Regions from separate parts of the Mus musculus genome. Here region 1 is linked to region 2. A link is a contact called in public Hi-C data. All regions are on one chromosome and are shown on one strand. Each heading gives the region's core, a stretch centred on a gene start, on an enhancer-like site or on the middle of the called end of the contact. The rest is flanking DNA. Distances are from core to core; before and after follow the strand shown. Region 1 holds the start of Piwil2 (piwi-like RNA-mediated gene silencing 2). Region 2 overlaps Slc39a14 (solute carrier family 39 (zinc transporter), member 14).

What was found. A called contact is a pair of places that touch in the nucleus more often than the background predicts.
Region 1: a Hi-C map of bone marrow-derived macrophages shows a contact between it and region 2, with 35 read pairs. The contact joins the promoter of Piwil2 here to the enhancer-like site in region 2. A contact is called at or near these places in 12 of 39 promoter capture datasets (the 3T3-L1 cell line, 3T3-L1-derived adipocytes, the C10 cell line and 7 more), 4 of 15 datasets of contacts at CTCF or cohesin (CD8 T cells, the NIH/3T3 cell line, large pre-B cells and 1 more), 92 of 484 Hi-C or Micro-C datasets (the 3T3-L1 cell line, the AML12 cell line, B cells and 54 more), 11 of 115 datasets of contacts at active chromatin or transcription factors (astrocytes, bone marrow-derived dendritic cells, bone marrow-derived macrophages and 5 more) and 6 of 9 other capture datasets (adipose tissue, bone marrow-derived macrophages, embryonic stem cells and 3 more).

Annotation. Positions count from the first base shown.
Region 1 is chr14:70,427,609-70,434,684 of GRCm38.p6, forward strand. Piwil2 (piwi-like RNA-mediated gene silencing 2) reads right to left here and starts at 1,500. Exons shown (of 23, transcript NM_021308.2): 1 at 1,335-1,500. Gm24890 (a small nuclear RNA gene) reads right to left here and starts at 989; the gene lies at 807-989.
Region 2 is chr14:70,309,418-70,315,976 of GRCm38.p6, forward strand. It overlaps Slc39a14 (solute carrier family 39 (zinc transporter), member 14), which reads right to left. Exons shown (of 10, transcript NM_144808.4): 5 at 4,184-4,353; 6 at 1,439-1,558; 7 at 666-854; 8 at 341-548. Among named protein-coding and RNA genes, the nearest start is that of Ppp3cc, 23 kb to the left of the region's middle. Within about 2 kb of position 3,369, at least 33 of the 459 cell types and tissues checked have an H3K27ac peak or open chromatin away from gene starts, as enhancers often do. A contact at or near this core is called in bone marrow-derived macrophages, embryonic stem cells, pro-B cells and 1 more, where this site is marked.

The sequences.
Region 1 (7,076 bases), core at 250-2,749, 120 kb after region 2:
GCCTTGAACTTGCCATCTTCCTGTGTGCTGGAATTACAGAAATAAGCTCCTGTGTGCCATGAAGGCTCCAATTTGAGCTAAGAACCTCCCACTAGCCAAAGCACCTTTAGCTGCTCTACCTAAATGACCTCTCAGGGAACTGTCCATCAACTAACCACCTAGTGTCAAAAGGAACAATTTTTTACATATAGGGATGACTTCTGTTGTAGTTAATACCTCCATACCACAAAATTATTCTGTCAACAAATACGTTTGGGTTTTAGTTTTTCTTCTATATCAGTTTTTTTTCTCTGTCATCTATAACTGCATTCAACTTATTGGATTTAGTTGCTTTTCTGAATCTTTTCCAGTTTTTTATTGGGGGGGGGGTGGAGTTTTTGTTTTATTTTAAAACACCAACAGGCCTGAGGTCTCCAGGGTTCAAAGTTGTTGATTTGAGTCTATACTACTTGCTGGCTTTCATGGGGTCCATTGAATTCCTTCCCTCCTCTGCTAACTTAGGGAGGAGTTGCTGAGCCTACCTCAAGTCTAAGAACCATCAAGGCCTCTTCAAAATCGTTTAATAACTCATGGCCTTCAAGTCTCAACTCTGTAAAAGAGTTCTTTTATTGCCCTGACCCTGTTCCTGGTTCCTCAAGAATCTTTTTTTCTTTCTTCCTTTTTCCCTCTTATCCTGGGGAGCAGATCCAAGGCCTTATGTATGTTAAGCATGCATTAGACCTCTGAGCTACACTCCAATCCCAGGAATCTCTTCTGAGCTTTTGAAAACCCGCCAGCATTATTAGCTAGAGAAATCCAGCCTCGCATAGAAAGACGACAGATACTCAACCCCTCAATTGCTAAAAGTCCTCCTCAATCTTTTTTTTTTTTTTTTTTACCAGCTTCCCAAATACCAAAAAAATTATGCTTCCGAAATCTCTTGATGTCGATTCCGCACGCAGAGCAATCGAGTTGCCCCGTGTGTGCCACTCACAACATAAGCCTTTTTTTCCCCCTCAGTTTTTGCCACACCACCCTAGCCTTACCCAAGAATCTGGAAGTCAGTTGCCTAACTGGCACATAGGAAGGGATGTGACAGCACAGATCTCTGGAATCCTTTTTACCCTCCTATTATCCCGTTCACAGACTGGACGCCTCCTCCAGAAGGTCTTTCCTTCAAGCGGGTTTTCTCCTGGGTTAGATCTCACCCACCGAGCAGTGAAGGGTCCCAGGCCAGGCCTAGCTTCTCCAGGTCTCCACGTGTGCCCTCTGGGCAGAGGCACTAGGCCTCAGGCCTAACCTGAGACCAAGTCCGTCAAAGCAAATCCCACCCAAGGTCGGCGACAGCAAAGTACCTTTCCACCACGTGGACTGTGCCGGAGCCTTGCCTAGATTTCTTTTTAGGTCTGGTGCCACTGAGCCCCGATGCGAGCGCTCCCTCTCTCGCTCTCTCCTGGAGCCACCTCCTTTCCCTCCTATTCCAGCCCCTGCGTTCCTCCCACACACTCGGCCTGGAATAACGAATTCCAGTCCACCCTGACCCCGCCCAGGCCACCTCGTGCCCGTGGGGGAGGGGCGTGGGGCAGATGCCAACCCAAAAGGGTGGGCGGGCCCTGGCTGAGAGCGCCCCGCTCGACACCAGGAGCCCGAACTTTTTAAAAAACAGCCCGGCAAGCCTGCACCACAGCTCCTTTCACCCTCCTAGCCGTCCACATCTGAGTCTCGCCCTCTCACCTGGCCTAGGGTCGTCAGGGTCCTGAAGCCCCCTGTCTAGGCAGAACACAGCCTCATCTGCCTCTTGGAATGAGCCTCGTGCCCGAGGTCCTGATTTCCGGATCCCTAGCCCAAGGGCTCAGCTCATTGGCCAAACAACCTACCACTCAAAAGAGTCCCTCACCTCATTGGCTCACCCTTTCACGCAGTCTAGCTATGTGGAGGTTGCTCTCAAACAGGTGGCACGCCTTTAATCCCGGGAGGCAGAGGCAGGCAGATTTCTGAGTTAGAGACCAGCCTGGTCTACAAAGTGAGTTCCAGGGCAGCCAGGGCTACACAGAGAAACCCTGTCTCGAAACTGCCCCCACCCCGCCCAAAACAAAACAAAACAAAAAAACCCCACCAACAACAAAAAAAGAAGTTATGTGAGTCATTTTAAAGTGAGTTTCGAGGCGTAGGGGTTGCCCTGGATCCCTTTCAATGGGCTGCTCCTGTAAACAGTTTAGCTAATATGTTCATGCTGATAGTGAGCTGCTCTGCCCTCCCAGGTTAAAGGCCCTAAGGTGCAATTGGTAAATAACATCATGACCAAGAAGGAAGTTGGGGAGGAAAGGATTTATTTAGCTTACACTTTCCACATTGCTTTTCATCACCAAAGGAAGTCAGGACAGAACTCAAGCAGGTCAGGAAGCAGGAGCTGATGCAGAGACCATGGAGAGATATTACTTACTGGTTTACTTTCTTATAGCTGGTTACTCAGCTTGCTTTCTTATAGAACCCAGGACTACCATTCCAGGGATGGCACCACCCAAGATGGGCTGGGCCCTCCCTGCTTGATCACTAATTGAGAAAATTCCTTACAGCTGGATCTCATGGAGGCATTTCCTCAAGGGAGGCACCTTTCTCTGAGATAACTCTAGCTTGTGTCAAGTTGACACACAAAACCAGCCAGTACAATTGACTCCCGGTCAACTTGACACACAAACACATCACTTTAAGCCTCAACCCTTACTTTATTCATCGCCAAGATCTAAATAACCTTAAAAGTCCCACAATCTTTACAAGTTCTTACATGTTAAATTTCAGTCCCTTTAAAATATCTAATCTCTTTTGAGATTCCAAGTTTATAATTCAAAGTCTCTTAACTGTGGGCTCCACTAAAATACTTTCTTACTTCAAGAGGGAAAAATATCAGAGCACAGTCACAATCAAAAGCAAAATCAAACTCTGACCATCCAAGGTCTGGGGTTGACTCGTGATCTTCTAGGCTCCTCCAAGGACTTGGGTCACTTCTCCACCCCTGCCCTTTGTAGCACACACGTTGTCTTCTAGGCTCCAGCTGTCTGTACTCCACTGTTGCTGCTGTTCTTGGTGACCATCCCATGGTACTGGCATCACCAAAACAATGCTGTCTTCTGCTACAACTGGACTGCACTTTCACAAATAACCTCTTATAGACTCTTTTCATGGTGCCAAGCCTCAACTTCTCTACATGAACCCTTCAGACCGGGGCCTTCAACTGCCACTGAGGCTGCACCTTCACCAATGGCCTCTCCTGGCCTCTCACAGTGCCAAGCATCTTCATGTTTCAAAACCAATACCACCTGGGTGACTCTTACACTTTACCAAGTCTGGTTTCCAACTCAAGGTACAACCATGGGTGTCTCTAGAACACAGCTTCTCTGTGCTCCCAGGAAACACTTCTCAGAAGATTCACCATAGTGATGCTGGTATCTTCTTAACCACTACTAATTTCTTAGCTCCAACTAACTAGCATCAATCATCCCAGTAATTCAAAAGTTTCACTTTATTAGTTCTGATATCTTGCTAATCACAGCTAATTCTTCAGCCCCAGCTAACCAAAACCACACAGTCAAAACAGCAACAGCCCTGATAAGTCTTTAATCTTCCCTCTGCACTGTTCTGAATATTGTCTTCCAAACTCCTACAGGACATCCCACAGATCTCTTAACATCCGGATGGTTCTTCTACCCCAAAGTTCCAAAGTCCTTCTACAGTCCTCTCAAAACCATGGTCAGGCTGTCACAGGAATACCCCACTCCCAGTACCAGTTTGTCTTACTTAGGGTTTATATTCCCGCACAAAACATCATGACCAAGAAGCAAGTTAGGGAGGAAAGGATTTATTTAGCTTATACTTCCACATTGCTGTTCATCACCAAAGGAAATCAGGACAAGAACTCACACAGGGCATAAACTAGGAGGCAGGAGCTGATGCAGAGGCCAAGAAGGGGTGCTGCTTACTAGCTTGCTTCTCCTGGCTTGCTCAGCTTACTTTCTTATAGAACCCAGGAGTACCAGCCCAGGGATAGCACCACCCAAATGATCACCAATTGAGAAAATACAGCTGTATCTCATGGAGGCATTTCCTCAAGGGAGGCTCCTTTCTCTGTGATAACTCTAGTTTGTGTCAGTGTGTATATGGGCCTCATTTCATATTAAAACTGTATCACTGAACTTTGACACCCTCTTGAGGCTACTAGCTCATTACTATGGGCACTTTCTCAGGTTCTGTTTTTGATAACAGCATGCATCTGTTTTAGAGAGTGGAGTCATGGTGACTGTATCACCCCTTATTGGTCCCTGTTTCCCAATACTGCCCTAATGGTAGTCAAATGCTCTTCGTGAATTTTCAAAGGGATAGTGAACCAAATCAAAGGTACAGTTAGAAACTGTTTGGAGTTGAATTCTGGAGAGGCCATTTCCTTGATCCACAAAATCAGATATCTGTGTAGAGTGAGCAATGTTCGCTGGCAACTCTGAAAGACTGGAGAGATTATTATAATCAGAACTTGCCTTTGTTTGGCTGGAAATGTTTACAAAGTTGAAAAATGTGGTAAGATTATTTTCAGAAACTACAGTGAGTGGTCAAAGTCACCTCACTGGACTGGGACAGCAAGAACAGAGCCTGAAAAAGTGCCCACAAAAGTGAGTTAGCAGCCTCAAGGCTGTTAAAGGCTGGGTGATATTATGGTCTTAATATGAAATGAACCCTTAAAAGGTTCATTTGTTTCAAGGTTGTCAGCTGATAGTCCTTTGGAATTGGATCATAAAGGCTCTGATTTCATTAGCAACAGTAACATATGTTGATGAGTTCTTAACCCAATAGCCCTACTAGGAAGCGCCTGAGGCTCAGGAAGTAGAACCTAGTGGGAGGAAGTTGGCCATTGAGGGTGTGTTGGAAGTGGAAAGAAGTCTCAGCAATTACAGTTAAGAACTTGTTGCTCTTGCAGGGGACTCAAGTTGGATTCCCACATGGTGTGTCACAACTGTCTGTAATGTCAGTTTCAGGAAGTCAGTAATCCTCTTCTGGACTCCCAAGTATTAGGCATATATATGGTGCACTTAAATGCATGCAGGCAAAATGCTCATACACCAAAAGTAAATATGAAGAAGAAGAAGAGGAGGAGGAGGAGGAGGAGGAGGAGGAGGAGGAGGAGAGGAAGAAGAAAGAGGAAGAAGAGGAAGAAGAGGAAGAGGAAGAAGAGGAAGAAGAGGAAGAAGAGGAAGAAGAAGAAGAAGAAGAAGAAGAAGAAGAAGAAGAAGAAGAAGAAGAAGAAGAAGAAGAAGAAGAAGAAGAAGAAGAAGAAGAAGAAGAAGAAAGAATCCACCTAGTTCCTTCCTGTCTCTGCTTCATAAGTGGGCACCTCTGTTCTACTTCATCTTTCACACTATGCATCCAGAGACAATGGAGCCAGCTGTCCTGGACTGTGATCTTTAAGTTCCTTTCGATTGTTTCTACTGAATATGTTTTGTTTTGTTGTTGTTTTGTTTGTTTGTTGAGACAGTTAGCCCTGACTGTCCTGGAACTTATTCTATAGACCAGGTTGGCCTGGAACTCAAAGGTCCACCTGCCTCAGCCTCTTAAATGCTGGGATTAAAGAAGTGTGTCACCACCACCTGGCTTCTTCAGCAATGAAAGCTAACACAGAAAAACTCAAGAACCTTATGTTCTGCTGTGTCTCCCTTACCAAGACACACTTTATGTATTTGTGTGACACATAGATCTCGTGTATCCCAGACTGGCCTTGAGTTTGAGGCTAACCTTGAACTTCTGAACCTTCTACTTCCACCTCCAGAGTGCTAGGGTTATAAGCATGTACTATCACACTGTTTACGAAGTGCTGGGTCAAACCTGGGCTTTGTGAATGCAAGGTAAGTGCTACCAGGTGAGTTATGTGCACAGCCCAACTCCCCCCAACCCCCAATTTTGTGTGTATGTGTGGTGGTAGTGATCATTTAAGATAAAGTTGCATTGTATCCAAAACTAGCCTGGAACTCACTATGTATCCAGGCTGACCTTCAATTTACAGCAACTCTCCTGCCTCAGTCTCCTGAGTGCTCGGATTACAGGTTGTGTGCTACCCTGCCTGGTTGACAGGTTTTTTTAGAGGTGGCAGTTGGGTCTGTGCAGTAGCAACTTGCACATATGAAACATTGGTCCTGGGTCTGGAAGGATGGCTCAGCAGTTAAGGTCACTGACTGCTCTTCCAGATGTCATGAGTTCAATTCCCAGCAACCACATGGTGGTTTACAACCATCTGTAATGGGACCTGACACCCTCTTCTGGTGTGTCTGAAGACAGAGATGATGTACTCACATATATGAAATAAAGAAATCTTAAAAAAGAAAAAAGAAACATGGATCCTTCACTTGATGCTCAATCTATGGTGATGGGTGTGCTACCATGTCTAGGACACAATGAACCCAAGTAGCAAAGGTGACAACCTGGTTGGTACAGCTTCAGCCCATGCTCAGATGCTAGTTGGTTTCACTAGAGAAAGAACCCTTACTATGGTCAATCTACGATCAACCCAGATGGGCCTCTCAGCTTTGTTTCCATGATTCATGTGTCCAAAAAGGGAAATCTTTAACCTGCCAGTCTGTAGTTTTCCAAATGGCAGATCAAGTGGGTAGGCTAGTATCAACAGTGCGAGACAGTGCTATGAGAACGACTTTGAGTTCTGTCCACTGAGTGGAGAAAACACATCCATTTTCCAATCCACACCTCTAGTGTGGATGCTACCACAGCAGCCCTCGGGAGCAGAGCTGGTTTCAGCTTAGCAAACGTCAGTGAACCAGGGTCTGGCATACACGGGAACCTCTGTGAACTGGGAGTTTCATGAGACAGTGGCTTTGTTTGGGGCTGTGGAGCAGAGGATAAATTTTACCAAAGGGACAACTGCCATCCCTCCTCCCAGTCCCCACACCTACAGAGCTGAATGCCAGGCCAGTGTACTGCAATACTGTGATATGATAGGTTGGTTGGGCCCTTCACATATTACTAGATGTTGAATCAGTTAGGCCACCCCAGAAGAAGAATATCTGTCATGAAGCCTTGGCAGGTACAAGTTGGGACACCTT
Region 2 (6,559 bases), core at 2,119-4,618:
ACTGTGTGGCACCTGGCAAGTCCTTTTCAACATTTGTTTGCCTATAATCCCCTTGATGATTCTAAAAGGCAGGTGTAGGTATTAATCATGCTATACAGGTGGGAAAATTAAGCCACAGGACACAGGGCTCATGGGATAAAAATCTCCCTGTAAGAACCTCTATAGTTCTAAGCTATGCTCCACTGTTATAATTCCAGAGTTAGCGAGACAGGGCGTTAATTCAGTGAGTGCTGTGGTGGAGGTGGGAGGAGCAGCAGGGATGTGATGCAAGAAGGGTGTCTCGGTGTCTCAGACAAAAACTGAGACAGCTGGAACACGGGGACAGGGACTAAGCACTCACCCAGCTCATGAGGGAATTCCTCACAGAGAATGGCCACTGACGTGCTGATGCCTTGGAAGACAGACACAGTGAAGGAGGCACCAATAGCCAGGCCATCGATGAAATTGTGGAGCCCATCGCTCAGGGTGATCATCCAGGCCAAGGTCCCGATATCAGAGTAGCGGACCCCCTTGAGCCAGTAGCAAGCACTCTGGGATGCCTGCAGGTCCTATGAGAAAGGACACACCAGTGGACTTCAGGTTACAGAGTGACCTCCGGAGAGCCTGACTCACAAAGGCGTGGCTTCTGTGTCGAGGCTTCCCCGGGGGCACTCAGGGCTGCTGACCTGCACAGACATGGAGTTGACAATGACCTTCTCGTCCGTGCCAGGCGCCTTGCCATCCAGCTCGCTGTTGCAGTGCTGAGGGATCATGTGATCCAGGTCCCCGTTCTGTAGCTTCTCGGTCACACCCTCCTCCTGGTCCTTCTTGGAAGGAAGTGTCTCGGAGGTAAAATGGTTATGCCCGTGATGGTGCTAGGGTAGGAAGAGTGAGCAGTGTTACTGATCAAAACTGCCAGCCCAGCCCAGCCCAGCCCAGCCCAGCCCAGCCCAGCCCAGCCCAGCCCAGCCCAGCCCAGCCCGGCGCCCACCACTTGGAGGAAGCACGCCAAGGCTGGGGAAGAGCTTATTCCTATATCCAAGGAAACTGAGCAGGTCACACACAGGGACGTAGAGAAATTGGTATAGCCGGTGGCAACACATACAAAGACAGGGACTTTCTAGTAGGCAAAGAAGTCTCCTGCTGTCACCCAATCCAGTGAGGTGACCACTACTCTAAGTTCTTAGGTTGCTCTTTTAAGATGGCCACTTCATTCAACTCTAACAGGCAGTGACCCCATGCCAGCGACAGGAGGCCTCTTATACAGGAGCTACACCAGTCAGAGCTGTTCCTGGATGCTTGTAACCAAACCTCTTTACTGTCCTCTATAGAGAGAATGCCAGGCTTGCTCTGCAAGCGCCGTCACGCGCTGCTACACCCCACCGACCCACGTCAGCACTTTTGTTTTCGAGGTTAGGGTTTTCCACTGGATAGGTCATCATTAACAACTGGGCCTCACCTCGTTTTTCTGCTTCAAGAGCATCTTCAGGATCTTTTCTGTGAAAAAGAAAAGGTAGAAACCCCCAAACACCACTGCAGACTTGGAGACGTAATTGTCCTGAGGGTTGAAGCCAAAAGCCTGTGGGCGCAGGAAAACAGAATGAGTTTACAAACATAAGCCTTCAGCGGCTCTCATCTGCTTACCACTCTCCACTCTGGGAGACGGGCAGTCTGCTGGCTGCCCATTCTCCGGCCAGCAGAAACCTAGCCTCTGCATTCCCCTGACTCGCCAGCACTAGCCTGGTGCCTGCATATTCTCTTTGGATACAAAAGGCAGGCTGTCTTTAGGCTTTTCTGATCCTGGGCATTTGGATCCAGGACCTTGGGTTTGCTAGGCAATCACCTTACCACTAAGCTACATCTCCAGCTCTTAGGGTTTTATTATATGTATTTTACATTTACTTAACTTTTATTTATGTGTACGTGAATGTGTGCGTTTGCAAATATGCATGTAGGTGGCTGAGGAGGCCAGAGGAGGGTGCCAGTTCACCTGAACCTGGAGCTGTAGGCACCCACCCGGGAGCCATGTGCACGCTGGGAGCCAAACCCTGGGCCTCGGGAAGAGCGGGAAGAGCGGCAAGCATTCTGGGTCGCATGATAGGCAGGAACTACCATGGCCACTTGGCTTGCTTGCTTTCTTTTTCTTTTCTTTTTGACTAGGTCTCACTACATAGACCAAGCTGTCCTCAGACTCACAGAGGTCAGCCTGCCTCTACCTCCCCAGATCTGGGGATTAAAAGGTGGTTGTCTCCTTTTAATGAGGACGCTGTCTTAATCTCTGTTAGTGCTTAGCCACAAAAGCACTTAGTCAGCAAATTCCACGTATAAAGGGAGGCCACCTGCGTTTATTTTTGCCTCATCTACTGTCCTCGGTTCATCTGCCCGTAAACACAACGGGAAGTGGCTTAGTTACGATTGCTAAAAGGAGAAAATCCATTCTAGTTCCACAGCAAGAATTGCAGCATCGTCCTGACCACAGAATCTTGAAAGGACCACAAACCAAAAAAAGCAGGCTCTGTCCCTGCAGGCATCTTGGGGTGGATAAAAGCCAGGCCTAGTTCCACAAGCCTGCAGTTTCCCAAACTCAGGAGGAGGAGGTGGGAGGACCCCAGGACTCTAAGGCCAGCCTGCCCAGCAAAGGTTCCATTTCTCTAGAACAAAATAAAAATATTTTTGAAAAGAATGGACTGGGGGGTATGCTGCTCTGAGTTCTTTCTGGAAATTTCACTTAAGTAAGGAAGGGTAAAAGAAGGTGGGAGTAGCCAGAGAGCTGTCCTAAGTCTGGCTCCTGGTTTATGGTGCCAAGTATCCAATGACCTGTTTGTGTCGTTTCTAACAGAAAACAGGCTCAATTCCCAGTACTTGGGAGACGGAGGCAGGAAGACAGCAAGTCTAAACCCATGAGGTGAGGCTATCTCCAAAAATATACTCCAGGTCTCTTGGGAACAGGACAGAGACAAGAGCTAACCCTCCTGAAGGAGAACCCCAAGTGACTTCAAGGGCAAACATTTCTCTTCCTGCAGTTTAAGGCAGCACGCGCCTTAGAGGGCTGCTCTAGCCTCGGCCTCTAAGAGACCAGGAGGGCAAATGTTAAAGAAACCCTGCTTGCAGGCCAGCTCTTCTGGAGAAGAGGTGCACCCTGGGAAAAAGTGAAGGACGAGCCAGTAGGTGAGGCGGGACTCAAGAGCACAGGACTCATTAGACCTAAGCTTAGGGTAGTGGCCACTCATGCAGGTCAGACTTTTTTGGGGGGTAGGGGGCGTGGGAGCAGGGAGAGACATGATTCATTTAACAGACATCACAATTGCTCCACCTAGAACACAAAACAATACTGTAGAAAACAGTGTTCTCAGAAGCATGTGAGACTGGCCCTTGCCTTTGCTCAGGCTTGTCAGACCACCCGCAGTGAAATGCATTGTGCTTATTATAATTAGCAGGTCCACTGAACATACTCTCTAAATCACGCAGGCTTCAAAACAGTGGCTCCCTTCTCTCCCGTGGAAGGTCACCCACCGTGAAGGTACCACAAATGTCCTGCTTCCTCTGGATTTCCTTTGCCCTCAAACTCCCTACCAAAGAGCTGGGTTTTTACTGAGAACTGGGGGTTTCGCTGTGGTTTGCTTCTCTAAATTAAAGCCCCACACTGAGGGTCAGAGCTATTCGAGGTTGCTTGTCTTCCACCTATGTGTAAGTGTGTTTTGCCTGCATGTACATGTGTGCACTGTGTGTGTGTGTGTGTGTGTGTGTGTGTGTGTGTGTGGTCGCGGACACACACCTGGTACCTGCAGAGGCCACAAAAGGGCATGAGACTATCTGGAACTGGAGTTAGAGTTTGTAAGCTCCCTGTGGGTACTGCGAATCGAACCAGCTGAGCCATCTTTTCAGTGCCAAGTTTCATTGGCGTTTCACTCTACGGTCCCAGCCTTTGGGAGGCACCCATATGCCTTTGAGAGTCATCCTATTGTTTCTCATCTTATACAAAGAACAGAAGTGAATGGCTCGTCCATGTGTGGGGTCTGGTTAAGGATGGGATTTTAACCTAGCCCTTAAATCTTGCCTAGCTTGGTCCTAGCTTTCCTTTCCAAACAAAGGAGTCTTGGGGGCCAGTCCCTGTAACTTCCATGTACATAGAGGCTCCCCCCACTGTGCCTACTGCCCCTCGCTGACAGGGGTGCTCTGGTGAGAGCGCTGCAGCTTGTCATACCTCTGGGATGAGCTGGAAGAGGGCGTTGGAGTAGAGGGTTCCAATCGCCAAGGCTATGAAGTAGAGCAGGAGCCTCTTGTAAAAAGTCTTCTTCATGAAGGGCACCACGCTGGCCCCCATGAGGGAGCAGAGGGAGATGACGGTAACGCAGAGGAAACCGTACCCCCATACTGCCAGCCCACCCAGGACAGGGAGCAAGGCAACCACCAGGACGGGAAGGAGGTGGACAGGAGAATTGTGGGTATGAACAAAGGAACCCAAAAAGAAAGACCAGAGATGGAGAGAGAGAGAGAGAGAGGGAGGGAGAGAGAGAGAGAGAGAAAGAGAGAGAGAGAAATAGGAGATTTGTTAGTGATTTGGGTCTGATGCAATTTCCTTCAATCAGTGCAGGAGGTATGAGGAGGAATTTGAGGTGGTCTCGGAACCCTGTGACTACTGCCCCTGCTCCCAAGGTGCCCTGAGTCATACCTGCCAGCTGGTGTGACTGGCAAACAGGGCAGGCTACTGCCTCATCGCATGCACGCATTCAGCACGTGCTCGGGCCCGGTGCAGACTTAGGACTCAAGGTCTTTTAACAGGACACCAGAGCGAGTGGGAAGAGAAGGTTTGGTGTGTCGTTGGCTCTACTTGTGCCTATTTAAGCCACATCACAGTGGCGAGTGTGACACTACCCAAGGATCATTCGGTTTGTGCAAGAAACAACAAAGTTGCGTACAGGACGGGAGGGTCACAGAGCAGGCTGCCTGTCAGATTCAGTCTCTGAGCAGCTATGTGTGTTCCCATTTGCTTTGAGAGATCTGGGGTAGAAAGCAGAGTTCCAAGACCAACTCGTTATAAAAATTAATTTCAAATGCATTTTCCAAAGTGACACACTCTGGGTTGTGAGGAGACAGTACAGAACTGTACCAGGTTGTTGACCCTTGTGTGTCCCAAAGGGCGGAACAGGGACGATGGTAGTAGTCCCAATCAAACAGGCAATAAAACACTTCATTTCAAATCCTTAAAAAAAAAATTAGTAAATTCAATGGCTGGAGCTGAAAAAATAGCCCAAGGTGAGGCCTCTCAGGAAAAACAAGGGAGGTAGCCTTAATTCAGTTCTTCCCTCATGATGAAGGGGGAGCGGGTGAGGCGTGACACCTCAGAGAGAAGCTTTCCTCAGTTAACCTCTTGGTTGAGGAGGGCCAAAAAGCCAATGATGTGAGCCTTTATAAAAGATCTCACGGCACCAAAGTGGCCAACTAGGTAGCTACAAGTTACTTCTCCAACAGTGACATGTGCCTGAGCTGAACAGCTGGGAAGACTCTCAACTTGGATCTTATTTTTGCAGCTCCTCAGTGATGGCGATTAAAAAACAGAATTATTGAACATTTAAAAACAGTTAGGTGAGTGGACCAGGAAGTCAGACCTATCCGGGAAAGATCAGGATGCAAGGCACAAACGAATGAGCTTCTCTTATACTGTGATTGGTTTTTTTTGTTTTTGGTTTTTTGTTTTGTTTTGTTTTGTTTTTGGTGGGAACAACCTATTTTTTAGGTTGACCAAGCTGTGATCCTCCTGCCTCAGATTTTCAAGTGCTGCAACTGCAGGCATGAGCTGCCACAGCTGCCTTAATTAAAATCAGGATCACACCATTGAGGCCAGTTCCCCTGGTGACCTCCCTCCCTCTGCCTCACACATCATTGAGGATCAACTGGAGTCCACACATGAGCACCCCCAAGATTTCCCTTAATTGTCAGCTCCTGCCTGGCACATAGAATGCACAAACGGCAACTTTGCTTTGGACTCCTATAAATCAAGGCTCTGAAATGGAGTCAAAAGAGATTCCCCAAAAGGGAGCACAAATGTTTTAGAACCTTGCATCTGATATCATCCGAAGAGGCCAGAGGCCAACTTGAGTGAACAGAGACATGAGAGAAGTTATTAGACCCCTGATATGAAGAGTCAATTCATTTTTCGGGTGGCAATTGTTGGGGGCCTTAAGAACACAGAGGGAGAATGTCAGCCCGAGGGGGACTGGGCTGCGTCAGCCCAGGAAAAGTGAACGCGCGCCTGTTCTACTGCACCTCTGGGATGAGCTGGAAAAGGGCGTTAGAGAGCAGCGTTCCAATGGACAGGGCGATGAAGTAAGTGAGCACACGGCTGAAAAACGCTTTCTCCGTGCACGGCAGGACCAGGACTCCCAGGAGAGAGGCCAGGTTAATCAGTGAGACACTGAGGAACCCAAAGCCCCACACTGTGGAGGAACAAGAACAGACGAGGGCCTCCATTACTGAGGGAGTAACGCTGCTGACAGTGATGTAGGCATACAGAGATCCAGCAGCCCCTCAGGAAATGTCTGCTGACTCCATCTCTTGTTAGGGAAGCCTCGGGAAAACA